Linked DNA regions of Sus scrofa: all the other regions are linked to region 1. The links are chromatin contacts, called in public HiChIP or PLAC-seq maps. All regions are on one chromosome and are shown on one strand. Each heading gives the region's core, a stretch centred on a gene start, on an enhancer-like site or on the middle of the called end of the contact. The rest is flanking DNA. Distances are from core to core; before and after follow the strand shown. Region 1 overlaps ZNF609 (zinc finger protein 609). Region 2 overlaps ZNF609 (zinc finger protein 609). Region 3 overlaps ZNF609 (zinc finger protein 609). Region 4 overlaps ZNF609 (zinc finger protein 609).

Region 1 (3,481 bases), core at 255-2,754:
GGCTATACCCACGGCATGTGGAAGTTCCCAGGCCAGGAATCAAACCCGGGCTACAGTGACAACACCAGATCCTTAACCCTCTGAGCCACATGGGAACTCCTACATGGTTTTTTAATACAAATGGTAGCACACTATAGTTACTGTTTCTATACCTTGCTTTTTCTTTTTTTTTTTTTTTTTTTTCATTTGCTGTATATCTCAGACATGGTTCCATATCTGTTTATTTATAATTGTTTTATTCTTTTTAATAGCTGTATAGTGTTCCATTGTGTGGATGTACAGATATGTATTTAATTTAGTCCTTCACTAAAGGACACTTAATTTCTATCTTTTGCTATTATGAACACTGCTGCATCAAGTACTTTGTTCATTTTGTATACTGAGAATATTTATGGGTAAATACCTTCAAGTCGATTTATTGGGTCAAAGAGTATGTGCTTTTTGAAAGATAATGTCAGATTGCCACCAGGGTTGGATCAGCTTTATACACCCCCCAGCAGTGTATGAATTTCCTGTGCCCTTTCTAGGTAGAGTAACAGTAGGAAAATTTAGATATTTGACAGTTTAAATATTAAGAGATTATTTCTTAAAACCAAGTTGGAAAAACTGTGAGGAGCAGTGTTGCCAGTAAATAAGGGATTATTATACATTTTTACACTTTATTCCCAATATAGTTCCCTGACACATGTTGACACCAAAATTTTGTTTGTTTCTTTTTGAAGCAGAGTTGATTTGTTCTGTTAGTTTCTGGTGTTAAAAATTGTTTGTTGGAGTTCCCATCATGGCTCAGTGGTTAACGAATCTGGCTAGGAACCATGAGGTTGCAGGTTTGATCCCTGGCCTTGCTCAGTGAGTTAAGGATCCAGCGTTGCCGTGAGCTGTGGTGTAGGTTGCAGATGTGGCTTGGATTCCACGTTGCTGGCCGGCAGCTACAGCTCTGATTCAACCCCTAGCCTGGGAACCTCCATATGCTGCGGGAGTGGCCCAAGAAATGGCAAATAAAAAAAATTGTTTGTTGATTAATCTCAGAGAGGATGGACTTTCTCTGTGGAAGTTTACAAAGTAAGTTGGCCACTATATTTCAGAGAGGTTTTAACTCTTAGAGTAGAATACTACCGAGAAAGAACCTACTGCCTACTGTAAGATTGCTCTGGTATTTCATTGAAGTATAACATAAAATGTACAAATATTAAGTTCATGGTTTGATGAATTTTTACACACATATATATAACTTTGTAACCATCCTACATCAGGAATTAAAACAATACCCCTAGAAGGTTTTCTCATGCTCTCTGCAATCAGTACCACCCCAGAAGGTAACCACCATTTTGATTTTTATCATTAGAGATGAGTTTTCCCATCTTGATAAACTATTAATTTGATCACTTGGTATGTGCTCTTGTTTGGCTTCTTTCACTTTACATTATGTCCCTGAGATTGAGCCATGCCGTAGTGTGTAGCAGTAGTTCATTCTTCACTGCTATGTAGTATTACATTATGAATATACCACAACATGTCTTTTGTTGGCTATAAGTTCTTGTTTCTGAGAATTGCTGGGTCATAGGGTAGATGTATGTTTAGCTTTAGATCTTCTTAGAAGTACATGAGGTTGGGAGTTCCCATGTGGCTCAGTGGGTTAAGGATCTGGTGTTGTCACTGATGTGGCACTAGTTTGATCCCTGGCCCGGAAACTTCTACATGCCATGGGCATGGCCAAAACAAACAAAAATCCATGAATGTAATAGAAATAATAATTTTCCAGAGTGCTTTTACCAATTTATACCTTCAGATACATTTTTTTCTACCAGATAAATAATATCTGACATGACATACTTTATATTTCATGCCTTGTATTTTCTTGAGCTTAAGTCTTTGGTCATTGTTAAAACTCCTTGGGATGAGTTCCTGTTGTGGCTCAATGGGTTAAGAACCTTACTAGTATCCATGAGGATGCGGGTTCAATCCCTGGCCTACCTTGCTCAGTGGGTTAAGGATCCAGTGTTGCCATGGGCTGTGGTTTAGGTCAAAGACGTGGCTCGGATCCCATATTGCTATGACTCTGGCATAGGCTGGCAGCCGCACTCCTAATCAACTCTTAGCCTGGGAACTTCCATATGCCACATGTGCATCCCTAAAAAGGAAGAAAACAAACAAAAAACTTCAAGGGAAATGGCATTTTATTATTCATATACACTTTTAAGTGCTTGAGTTTCATAGACTTTCATAGAATCACAAAATTCTAGAGGTCTAGCCCAACAACAGGGGATAAAGTAGCTTGCCCATCTGGTACTAACTCAGTTGGGTGAAGTAGATACTTAGTTCACAAAATAAACCATTATCGTGGGAGTTCCTGTTGCAGCTCAGTCGTAAAGGACCTGACTGGTATCCATGAGGACACGGGTTCAGTCCCTGGCCCCACTCAGTGGGTTAGGGATCTGGCATTGCTGTGAGCTGTGGTGTAGGTTGCAGTCTTGGCTCAGATCCCATGTTGTTCTGGCTGTGGTATAGGCCGGCAGCTCCAGCTCCCTTTCGACCCCTAGCCTGGGAGCTTCAGTATGCCATGGATGCAGGCCTAAAAAGCAAACAAACAAACAAACAAAAAAACAAAAAACCCAAACAAGCAAACAAACCCCATTATTGTATTCAAACATCAATAAGACTCTCATTATGTATAAGCCCTATTATGCCTAGGAATAAGTTAAGTTTTTCTCTTATTGACCAGAAACAAATAAAACTGCCAGTTATTTCTCCAGCAAAGATGGGTTTTTTCAGGATAGGCAGAGAATTGCACTTTGGAGTGTGCAGCCATGGCAAGCCACACGCAAGTCCCTATACGGCAAAGAATTGAAAACACTTTTATGGGGGGAAAGGGAAGTTGAGAGTGCTACAGTAAACCAAGAAACCATGCTTGAGTCCTTGGCAGGAAAGAGAGTCTTTCTCCTTCCTTGTGGGCTCTGCTGTTACCACAGGTGTAAGAGCGCCTTCTTCTGGCCTCCCACCTCTATTGAATTGAAGTTTCTATTTGTTAATTTCTTACATTTCACCCTTTTATTGGCTGCCCCGCAGCCTATGGAGTTCCTGGGCCAGGGATCAGATTCAAGCCATAGTTGCGATGTACACTATAGCTACAGCAGTGCTAGATACTTAACCCACAGTGCTGGAAAAGCTCTTGGAAAAGCTGTCTCATCAGATGTTGTCTGCTTCACTTCTGGGAAATCTCCACTTGCAGGTAACAAGTAATGTGCAGGCCCACTAAGGATTTGGTACTTTCTTTACTTGTGGCACATGATCTCCAAGAGTCTGTTTCTTGGGGTTTGGTGACACAAGGTTTGGTTAGTAGGACCTGGTAGGGGCCTTTCCAGTGAGATAGAAGAGTTTTTTCCCATGTTTGATGTTGAAGGTCTTCATCCCCCAGGAGAGCCGTATGAAAAGACTGCTCTATCAAAGCATGATTATTATTATTATTATTATTTGGCCACAC
Region 2 (3,481 bases), core at 609-3,108, 190 kb before region 1:
AGCGTCACCTGAATTTGGGTAAATATGATGTGATTTCAGGGTGGTATTCAGGGAAGATGTGTAATATGGTTTTCTTCTAGCAACTTTGTTTTGTCCCATTGGTTTATTGGTAATTCCCTAGGGCAACAAACCCTGTGACCCTCACACAATTTAGATTTGAAGGTCTGTCAAGGGGATCAACAACCTAGTAGACTGAAACAGTTGGTAAAATAGATAGTCCAGATGTTAAAATCATGAGCCTTGAGATTGGTACCTTGGCCCTAGGGGATTTTTTGAAGCTAGATGGAAGCTTTATGAGCCACATTTGAAAGTAAGAGTAGCCTAAAGGTAAAGCCATAACAAAACCACTGAGTAATTGAGAAAAGAAAGGATTGCCATTTTCTTTCATAGAGCTCAAATGTATGTCAATGCTACTTGTAATTTAATTTGTAATAAATATTTTTCCTGTATTTTAAAAATACTTCGGGAGTTCCTTTTGTGGCACAGCGGAAATGTATCCAGCTAGCATCCATGAGGATGCAGGTTTGATTCCTGGCTTCACTCAGTGGGTCGGGGATCCGGTGTTGCCATGAGCTGTGGTGTAGTTCGCAGATGTGGCTGAGATCCCACATTGCTGTGGCTGTGGTGTAGGCTGGCAGCTGTAGCTCTGATTCGACCTCACACCGTATGCCACTGGTACATCCCTAAAACGCAAAAAAAAAAAAAAAAAAAAAGCAAACTTTAGATCTCTCTACAGTATATAACCATGAAACAGTCCTCTTTAAGTTCAGACTCTAGAACATTATGAGAATATTTGTGATATTTACATTTTTGAGTTGTCTTATATTTTTCAGATTTGAATCCTCATTGTATACTTAGAACCATGAGGATTCTCCGTTCATCTTATAATAAGAAAATTAATATTTAATAAAGCAACTTGGCTAACAACCTAGCTAGGATCATTGGAAATCTGACTCCAGAAATCACATCTCTTGATTATAAGCTCAGGGCTCTTTTTTTCTACCTCATGCTGCCTTCCCAGAATTGAGTATAGCATTTTTGTTTTGTTTTTTGTTTTCATTGTCCCTACAGCTTTTGTGAGGACTAGCTAGCTGGACTGATCACCCCCACATCCAAGTGTGTGTGACCTGTGGGCCCCATGCAGATTATATGCACTCAAACACAACTGTTGCTTGCTCAGGCCAAAGATTATAAGAAGATTGATCCAAACCCATAAGAAGAGGGGAAGACATAAATTTTCAGTGGAACAGCATTGGACAGCTTGCTATTTAGACCAGGTTAGCTATAGGTAGTTGGCAATTAAAGAGATCCTTTTCTCTGGACAAAAAGAGAGGTACTATTCTTATGTTTGGACATAAGTAGGGTCAGTTGCCACTTAGGTCCTCTGAGTAGGGGCTAAGACCTCACATGAAGATGCCTTTTCATTCTTAGCCTTGAAGAGAGGCCTTGTTCATTACTGAGATAGTGAAGTGGTGTAGTCTGTGGCATATGCCCTATTAAAAAACAGTGACCTGAAATGTGATTACGAACCAGTCAGTGGACTGGGAGTCTGAAGAGCTGGGTTCCAGAGGAAACTGGAATTGGAATTTTTTTTTTCCTGGCCATGCCTGCGTAAAGTAGATGTTCCTGGGCCAGGGATCGAACCTGTGCCACAGCAGCGACTCAGGTCACTGCAGCGACACCAGACCCTTAACCTGCTGAGCAGCAAAAGAACTCCTGAACTTTTATCATTATAGATACAGGGTTTGGGGGTGATTCTCGTGGCGTGTCTTGGTCCCTTAGCTATAGCCATGCAGAGAGGAGTTCCTTGTTGATCAGGTGCAAAGCAAAGCACAAATACACTGGCAGTTCCAAAGTTTGGTGAATCATGGTCCTAAATAGGGAAGTATAGTGCAGTTAGGCAGAAGGAAAGGAGAGAGGAAAATATATATAGAAGCTCTTGCAAGTTGAAAGTGCTTTGTGGTTCTTCTGATTCTGCACTTTCTCTGCCATGGAATCAAGAGGTCAGTGCTTTTCATTTCTAGCTACCATGTTAGTTACCTTACCTCCTGTGGTTAAATATCTCTACAGTGACCTGTCAGAGTTGATTATTAGTTGTATAAAGCCAGGGATGCTGTAGGGAGCACATGGAAAGTGGTTTGGCTGCTGCAGCCAGGCTGATTAAAGAATCCATGGCAATTTTTCAGTGTATCTTTGGAAAGTTACCACCAAAGTTATGATGAAACCTGCTGGGTTTAGAAGGCTGAATTTCTAAAAAGTCACCAGGTTGAAAAGTGGCACTTATGATAACTCCTAACCCCCTCAGAAATAGGACAGTGGCTCTTTATAGAACATCAGGACCACAAAATGTCAGTCCTCAGGATAGTTTTCTTTCTTTTTCTTTTTAAGGCCACACCCTCGGCATATGGAGGTTCCCAGGCTAGGAATGGAATCAGAGCTGCAGTTACCGACCTACACCAGAGCCACAGCAATGCCAGATCTGAGCCGTGTCTGTAACCTACACCACAGTTTGCAGCAACACTGAATTCTCTTTTTTTTTTTTTTTGTCTTTTGTCTTTTTGTTGTTGTTGTTGCTATTTCTTGGGCCGCTCCTGCGGCATATGGAGGTTACCAGGCTAGGGGTTGAATCGGAGCTGCAGCCACCGGCCTACGCCAGAACCACAGCAACGCGGGATCTGAGCCGGGTCTGCAACCTACACCACAGCTCATGGCAACACCGGATCGTTAACCCACTGAGCAAGCGCAGGGACCGAACCCGCAACCTCATGGTTCCTAGTCGGATTCGTTAACCACTGCGCCACGACGGGAACTCCAGCAACACTGAATTCTTAACCCACTGAGTAGGGCCAGGGATTGAACCTAAATCCTCATGGGTACTATTCAGATTCATTACTGCTGAGACACAGCAAGAACTCTTTCTTTGTGTCCTGGTCATTCAGAAATTCTGGGTGGTATTCCAGGAGGGAAAGCAGTATCTAACAGGTAGAATCTAACAGGTAGAATTTTAGATTTGAGAAAGGCCCTAGGCACGTCCAGACTACCCCCTACCACACGTAGAGGAATTCTTTAGGTAATTTGCTTAACAGGTGATTATGCTTTTTCTCCTCACTACTTTCAGTGATAAAGATAGAGCTTCATTAAGTTGTTGTGGGTCATTTTTAGAATTTCAGGTTAATAAATTTTTTTTCCCTGAGTTAAACATCTGTCTTTGTGTAACTCCTACTCATTGGTCATGTTTGTATTCTCAGCATCACAGAATAAGTTTCTCTTTTCTGTACTGCAACCATTGTATATTTGAAGCTAACCAGTTTGTCTCCTTTCATTTAACTCTTGAATATCCCTCCATTTAATGAATATCTCACTTAAGATGTGGAACCTGGAAATGCACATAGACCATTGTTCTCTTCATCTCCAGCTCTCTTTTTTTTTAATTACTCAAATGAATTTATCACATCTGTAGTTGTATAATGATCATAACAAT
Region 3 (3,481 bases), core at 373-2,872, 170 kb before region 1:
AGCCACAGCAATGCCAGATCCAAGCCATGTCTGTGACCTACACCACAGCTCATGGCAACACCAGATCCCCAACCCACTGGGCGAGGCCAGGGATCAAACCTGAAACCTCATGGTTCCTAGTCAGATTGTTTCCGCTGCTCCACTGGGAACTCCTGTTTGTTTGTTTTTTGTGGGTTCTTTTTGGCTGTGGCATGCAGTGGCTTGATGTGGGATCTCAGTTCCTGGGCTAGGGATTGAACCTAGGCTGCAGCAGTGAAAGCTCTGAATCCTAACCACTAGACCACCAGAGAACTCCCGGTAATAGGTTCTCTTTATTGTAAAAAAGCCCACTCAGCTCAGAGTTGCTATTTCCTAGTTGATATGTTTCTTTAGAAGTACTTAACTGCACTGACTCAAACCTTAGTGAAAGGTACAGAGTACTGTAGGGAAGAGGTATATGTATTCATCATATACCAACCTAAGTAGCATGAGGTTAGAAAAATTAACATTCAGGATGAAGAATCTCTTGTGCTGAAGCTTCTCAACTGGAGGCATATGTCACAATCCCTTCTGGAACTTTTGCAAAGTAAAAGCATCCTACCAAAGTGAAATATTTTGGGCTGGGAACCCCAAACATATACTTATTTTTTAAAACTTCAACAAGTTCTTTTAATGTACCTCTTAGTTAAAAACCACTGTCGTTGGAGTTCCCGTCGTGGTGCAGTGATTAACGAATCCGACTAGGAACATGAGGTTGCGGGTTCGATCCCTGCCCTTGCTCAGTGGGTTAACGATCCGGTGTTGCCGTGAGCTGTGGTGTAGGTTGCAGACGTGGCTCAGATCCCGCGTTGCTGTGGCTCTGGCGTAGGCTGGCAGCTACAGCTCCGATTAGACCCCTAGCCTGGGAACCTCCATATGCTGCGGGAACAGCCCAGAAATGACAAAAAACAAAACAAAACAAAACAAAAACCCACTGCCGTTGTGGAAAGGACTTTGGTTTTACTATACATCCTTTGGAAATCCTTGTTACTCATTTAGCCAGGGAAGCTTTAAAAGCTGTCCTTGTTTTTTGCCGTTTCCAGATAGAGCAATGCACTGCACTTTAGAGATCGTAGGATCCTCAGGTGTCTTATAGCATGCTCAAGAGTCTCCTCCAACTCTCCTTTTTCATTGCTCAGTCATTGCATTGTGTTAGGGATCAGTCATTTAGGAATATAGCTATAATGAATCTGACTTCTCATTATCTGCTTAATTAGGAGAACTAATTAATAAAATTTTGATAGTTATAGCTGTTAAAGTAGAACATCCATATCAGTGTTACTGATTCATTTTAAAATTGTTGTCCCAGATTTTTTAAGGCAAATGTGAGCAGAATTCCTATAACATGATATATTTTGCCAAATATAGGCAACTGGTGATATTTTTTATACTTAAATTGGAAGAGAGGAATTGTGGCTCAGCGGTAATGAACCCAACTAATATCCATGAGGATTCGGGTTTGATCCCTGGCCTTGATCAAAGGGTTAAGGATCCGGTGTTGCTGCGAGCTGTGATGTAGGTCACAGACGTGGCTTGGGTCTGGTGTTGGGTGTGGCCTAGGCCAGCAGCTGCAGCTCCAATTCGACCTCTAGCCTGGAAACTTCCATGTGCCATGGGTGTGGCCCTTAAAAAAAAAGAAAAAAAAAATTGGAAGGGAACAGAAGACAGGCTTAGATAATCTAAATTTATCCCTAATCCAAAAGCAGCTTCTTTTCTCTTTGATTTGTGAGTGTATTTCTGTGCTTATGTTAGACAATTGGTGTTAATTTTACAGAAATCCATGACACCCCAAAACAAAATAATGCAGTTATCTGATAAAGATCTTACTTCTGAGCCTGCTTCTGGATACATTCAAATTAAACATGCTGTTTTAAGAAAAGAGCACATCACTTCACAGAAATAGTAGAGGTTCCCTAAGTTATTTACTTTTTTTTTCAAAACATGTACTATTTCTTTGAAATCAGGAAGAGAATTAAATGTTTTTGAGTATAAAGTATCTCTCTGCTGAGATTTTAAGTCTCTTAGCCAAGGAAGAGTAATTATAATTAGAATGCTAATTGTTATCAGAGATGAACGCATACTTGAATATACTGCAAACTTATAGTTAAAATCATTATGGAGTGGTGTGTTTGGAACAGAACTATAATTATATAACCTTAAATTTCTATATAATAAAGTTTACGACATGTTTTTTAGTCATGATACATGTATTAGGTATTTAGTACTGATATATGTAGTATGCTCTCAAAATTTATATTAATCTGTACTTTAGATGGATCTTTGTAATTTTTGGAATATGCATATACTACTGCACAGGAGGAGAAAAAATTGGCAAATGTGGGGAAGAAGTCATCATATAAAGTGACTACACATTTATATACACCCTGTTAGACTAGAACTTAATTCTATTAGTATACAGATTTCTAAACATCTGGTCGAGTGTCTGTTTTTGATAAAATATGCCATAAGGCATTTTTCACTTTGCTTATACATATGTGCTTAGATTGAGAATGTGATTGCTTATTATAATTTCAGAAACAGGTTGAGAAATTCTTTTATTTTTATTTGCCTCTAATGTCTCTCCTGTCGATTTCCGTCCCTTACAAGGATCAGGTTCTACAGTGAGGGTTTGAAGTACTTGGTCAAAAAGTACCCTTGAGGAGTTCCCGTTGTGGTGCAGTGGTTGACGAATCCGACTAGGAAACACGAGGTTTCGGGTTCGACCCCTGGCCTTGCTCAGTGGGTTAAGGATCTGGCGTTGCCGTGAGCTATGGTGTAGGTCGCAGACTCGGCTCGGATCCCAAGTTGCTGTGCCTGTGGCGTAGGCCAGCGGCTGCAGCTCTGATTGGACCCCTAGCCTGGGAACCTCCATATGCTGTGGGAGTGGCCCTAGAAAAGGCAAAAAGACAAAAAAAAAAAAGTACTCTTGAAAATTACTTGAGGTGATGCCATGCTGGAGATTGCTATACTGGCTTTGTAAATTCTACACAATGGTTTGTTTTAGCATTAAAACAAACAATTTTTTCTTCAGTTAAGTTCTAATGTAAAAGCTGACTTGTGCTTAAGTACAGTGTTGATGAAAAATATGTATTTGTAAATACTAGAATTATCGTAACTCTGACAAAATGCTCACACTGTGAGGAGACACATGGGAATGGAAGCCAGATAAGTGAACAGGCAGTTCAAGTCTGCCATCTTTGGTTGCCTCTAGAGTGTATATTCAATGGATGGAATAACTTTGAAGCCCAAACCATTCACATTGGTCTTTCTTTTTTCTTTTTTTCTTTTGCCAGTCACTGAAATTTGATTTTTTTTTAAAGGAGGTTTCTTGGTTTTGTTTTGTTTTTGGCTGCATCCATGGTATGTGAAAGTTCCCTGGCCAGGGATTGAATTCATGTCACAACCGCAACCTGAGCCACTGCAGTCACCACGCTGGATCCTTAACCCACTGTGCCACAAAGGG
Region 4 (3,481 bases), core at 251-2,750, 140 kb before region 1:
GCTAGCCGTCTCATCATTCAAAATGCTTAGGAACACCTCTTCAACAAAGCCTTTTTTGTCATTTCACCTCCCCAACCCTGCATCTTTTACTTTGAATACCTCATGACAATATTTAGCATATATAATATGTATTATATTTAATTGGTTTCATGTTTGTTTTCTGTTTATTAGACTCTAAGCTTCTGCCTCTATCTCCAGTATCTGACATGCAAGTTTTTAAAGAGATGGTTGAAATTGTGAGAGTGCTTATAGAGTTTTTCTTTTACCAGATCTGTCTTCTCCAGTTTAGTACAGAATTATTTATCTCTGTTCTTCTATTTGGATGTAACTGCTGCTATTTTGACTGAATGACAGTATTTACACTTAAGTTACTGAGAAATGTCAAATATTGCCATCTCTATATAAAAATAATTGCTCTTCTTTTTGTAATACTTATTTTGATTAAATATAATTTTTTTGTTTTTGGTCTTTTTAGGGCCGCACCTGCACCATATGGAGATTCCCAGGCTACGGGTCTAATCGGAGCTATAGCTGCCGGCCTACGCCACAGCCACAGCAATGTGGGATCTGAGTCACAACACTGGATCCTCAACCCACCGAGCGAGGCCAGGAATCGAACCCGTGTCCTCATGGATACTAGTTGGGTTCATTAATCGCTGAGCAACAATGGGAACTCCTAAATATAATTTTAAATATAATTTTTATTTTCTCCTAAGATACTATCTTTTATTTAGAATATAGTATTTTACATTAGTATGTCTTTAATAGAATGGAAGATGGAATAATTCAATACATATAACGAACATTTGTCTTTGTTTAACGCTGCCAGTTGTAAACCTCTGGCCTTTGGGGGGTTTCCTCACCTTATAAGTCCAGTGCCTACTGTAAAATCAGAAAATGCCATGTGCTCTACCAACTGTGATAGCAACAAGGGTTTGAGATCTTGGCCCAAGCTCACCAGCTGAATATGTCATCCTTGATGCCAAGGAACAATGGAGAATTGTTTATAGTGATGGTGACAGCACTATCCAATCTCCAGTGGCATTGCTGGTTCAGTGGTGGATGCAGCATTGTCCTTACCAGACTGATAATGTGGCAGGATTTTGTAACTGGTTCTTATTGTGTAGCCTCTTACTGTGCCTGCTTGTCTTCTGAGTCTAATTCTTCAGACTTCCTGGGAGTTCTGTGAGTCACCCACTTACATCTTTGCTCAAGTCAACCAGAGTTAATTTCTGTAAGCAACCATGAACTTTGAGGGATAGAGTAAGTAGCTGAGTTTTGAGAGTAGAATCTGCAGTGTATATCAAAGCAGTGCACACCTTATTGAGAGACAGAACTCATGAAATAGTAGGTCTATATTATACAGTGATATCATAGTTTATATAACACAGATTTTGTGTTATAAAGTGACACAAAAGTGATATACAGAAAAGAAAAAGCTAGGAGTTCCCGTTGTGGCTCAGTGGGTAAGAATCTGACTAGTATCCATGAGAATGTGGGTTCAATCCCAGGCCTTGTTCGGTGAGTTAAGGATTTGGCATTGTCCCAAGCTGTGGTATAGATCAGATCTGGTGTTGCTGTGGCTATTGTGTAGGCCGGCAGCTGCAGCTCCAATTTGATCCCTAAACTGGGGACTTCCATATGCCTCAAGTGCGGCCCTAAAAAGAAGAAGAAGGGGAAAAAAAAAAAAAGGAAAGGAAAAAGCAGTGGAAGAGTATTAGGAAACAGGTTTATAGAGAAAGTGGAACTCAAATAGTGGGTAGAATTTGGTTAGAGGGAAGAAATGTTTAGAGGGGTACAAATCTGTCCGGAAAATGTGTTGTTAATTGTTGTCACTGAGAACTTTGGATAGTATTTAGTTAGCCCTACATCATACTGGGTGTAAACAAGAAGGGGGATGCGAGGAATAGGAAAAGGGGATATTAGGATTATGTATTAAGTAGGCTAGAAAAATGTGGGATTTTACTATTGGTATTTCTCATGACTAACTGGGAGTATTATATGTCTGCCTATGGAAGACATGCATATCTGGATATTTATTTTTTGCAGAATTTGTTTTCATATTCTCTGTAGGTTATCAACAGTTTTTTTTGTTTGTTTTTTAAGGGCGAGGAGGTTTTGCTGTTTTCTCTCTCTCTCTCTCTCTCTCTTTTTATACTTAAAAAGCTGTTTGAAGAATCTGAGGTGTCTTTGAAGTACCAGGAAGCAGATTCTATTCTTTGGCCCAGCACAGTGGGTTAAAGGCTCCAATGTTGCCATGGCTGTGGCTTAGGTTGCAACTGTGGCTCAGATCTGATCCTTGGCCTGGGAACTCCATATGCCTCGGGGCGGCCAAAAAAGAAAAAAAGCTCTTTGATAGGTGGGTTTTTTTTTTTTTTCTTTTTAGGCCCGCACCCATGGCATATGAAAGTTCCCAGGCTAGGGGTCACTTTGGAGCTAACAGCCACAGCAAAGCAGAATCTGAGCCATGTCTGTGACCTACACCACAGCTCATGGCAACCCCAGATCCTTAACCTACTGATCGAGGCCAGGGATCGAACCCACATCCTTATGGATACTAGTCGGGTTTGTTACTGCTGAACCACAACGGGAACTCTGATATGTGATTTACTTTTGAAGCTCATACTTATGTCAGAATCTCTTGATAACCTCAGGGAGCATATTGGAGCTTTCTCTTTCTTCATTTTGTAAATATATTTTGATAAGTGACCTTGTCCAAATGAAAGTAAAGCTTAATTGAACCGTATTCTTCAGATTGCAAATGAGTATCCTTTTTCTTTGCTTCCATGATTATTTTATACACCTTATTGTAGCACTGATTTGTGTGCATTATTTTCATTTTGTTTTTATGTCTGATTCACTCCATTCCCCAGTCTACCCCTTCCCTGTCTATGAGCCTTTGGATAAGGACCGGGACTCTTATTCCATCTCTGTATCTCCAGTGTCTGGCTTGTAATTGGGCTCCATAAAAAAATTTTAAGGTAAAATGAATTATTTCCTACCAAAGCACTCTTTGGTAGGAGTTTTGAGAAAAATTGAGATTTTGGAGTTCCCATTGTGGTGCAGCGGAAACACCAGATCCTTAACCCACTGTGGCTCGGATTGACCCCTATCCTGGCAACCTGCATATGCTGCAAGTGCAGCACTAAAAAGCAAAAAGAAAAAAAAGAAAAAGATTTTCCTTAGCTCAGAGTTATCATGGACATTAAAATTGTGTAACTGGCCTGGTATGTTTGTTTATTTGTTTGAAAGATTTAAGATACCTTGGTCAAATGTGCTTTGTTTTGGGGTCTAGCAGTTCTCAATTTTTAAAAATATAGACTTTATCTTTTAGAGCATTTTTAAATTTATAGAATATTGAGATGATAATACTGTGTTCCTGTATACCCCACACCCAGATTCTTTTACTATTACCATCTTACTAATTAGATGGTACATTTATCACTATTACTGGACCAGTATTAAAATATTATTATCAACT

The links. HiChIP or PLAC-seq counts read pairs in DNA pulled down with a chosen protein or histone mark.
Region 2: a contact with region 1 is called in an H3K27ac HiChIP or PLAC-seq map of alveolar macrophages. The contact joins two enhancer-like sites. A contact is called at or near these places in 2 of 47 Hi-C or Micro-C datasets (embryonic fibroblasts and epiblast stem cells) and 1 of 2 datasets of contacts at active chromatin or transcription factors (alveolar macrophages).
Region 3: an H3K27ac HiChIP or PLAC-seq map of alveolar macrophages shows a contact between it and region 1. The contact joins two enhancer-like sites. A contact is called at or near these places in 2 of 2 datasets of contacts at active chromatin or transcription factors (alveolar macrophages and skeletal muscle).
Region 4: an H3K27ac HiChIP or PLAC-seq map of alveolar macrophages shows a contact between it and region 1. The contact joins two enhancer-like sites. A contact is called at or near these places in 1 of 47 Hi-C or Micro-C datasets (heart right ventricle) and 1 of 2 datasets of contacts at active chromatin or transcription factors (alveolar macrophages).

The regions. Positions count from the first base shown.
Region 1 is chr1:107,370,189-107,373,669 of Sscrofa11.1, reverse strand. All of the region lies in intron 3 of ZNF609 (zinc finger protein 609), which reads left to right. Among named protein-coding and RNA genes, the nearest start is that of OAZ2, 47 kb to the right of the region's middle. Within about 2 kb of position 1,504, at least 1 of the 83 cell types and tissues checked has an H3K27ac peak or open chromatin away from gene starts, as enhancers often do. A contact at or near this core is called in alveolar macrophages, where this site is marked.
Region 2 is chr1:107,556,603-107,560,083 of Sscrofa11.1, reverse strand. All of the region lies in intron 1 of ZNF609 (zinc finger protein 609), which reads left to right. Among named protein-coding and RNA genes, the nearest start is that of ZNF609, 25 kb to the left of the region's middle. Within about 2 kb of position 1,858, at least 1 of the 83 cell types and tissues checked has an H3K27ac peak or open chromatin away from gene starts, as enhancers often do. A contact at or near this core is called in alveolar macrophages, where this site is marked.
Region 3 is chr1:107,537,307-107,540,787 of Sscrofa11.1, reverse strand. All of the region lies in intron 2 of ZNF609 (zinc finger protein 609), which reads left to right. Among named protein-coding and RNA genes, the nearest start is that of ZNF609, 44 kb to the left of the region's middle. Within about 2 kb of position 1,622, at least 3 of the 83 cell types and tissues checked have an H3K27ac peak or open chromatin away from gene starts, as enhancers often do. A contact at or near this core is called in alveolar macrophages, where this site is marked.
Region 4 is chr1:107,507,515-107,510,995 of Sscrofa11.1, reverse strand. All of the region lies in intron 2 of ZNF609 (zinc finger protein 609), which reads left to right. Among named protein-coding and RNA genes, the nearest start is that of ZNF609, 74 kb to the left of the region's middle. Within about 2 kb of position 1,500, at least 12 of the 83 cell types and tissues checked have an H3K27ac peak or open chromatin away from gene starts, as enhancers often do. A contact at or near this core is called in alveolar macrophages, where this site is marked.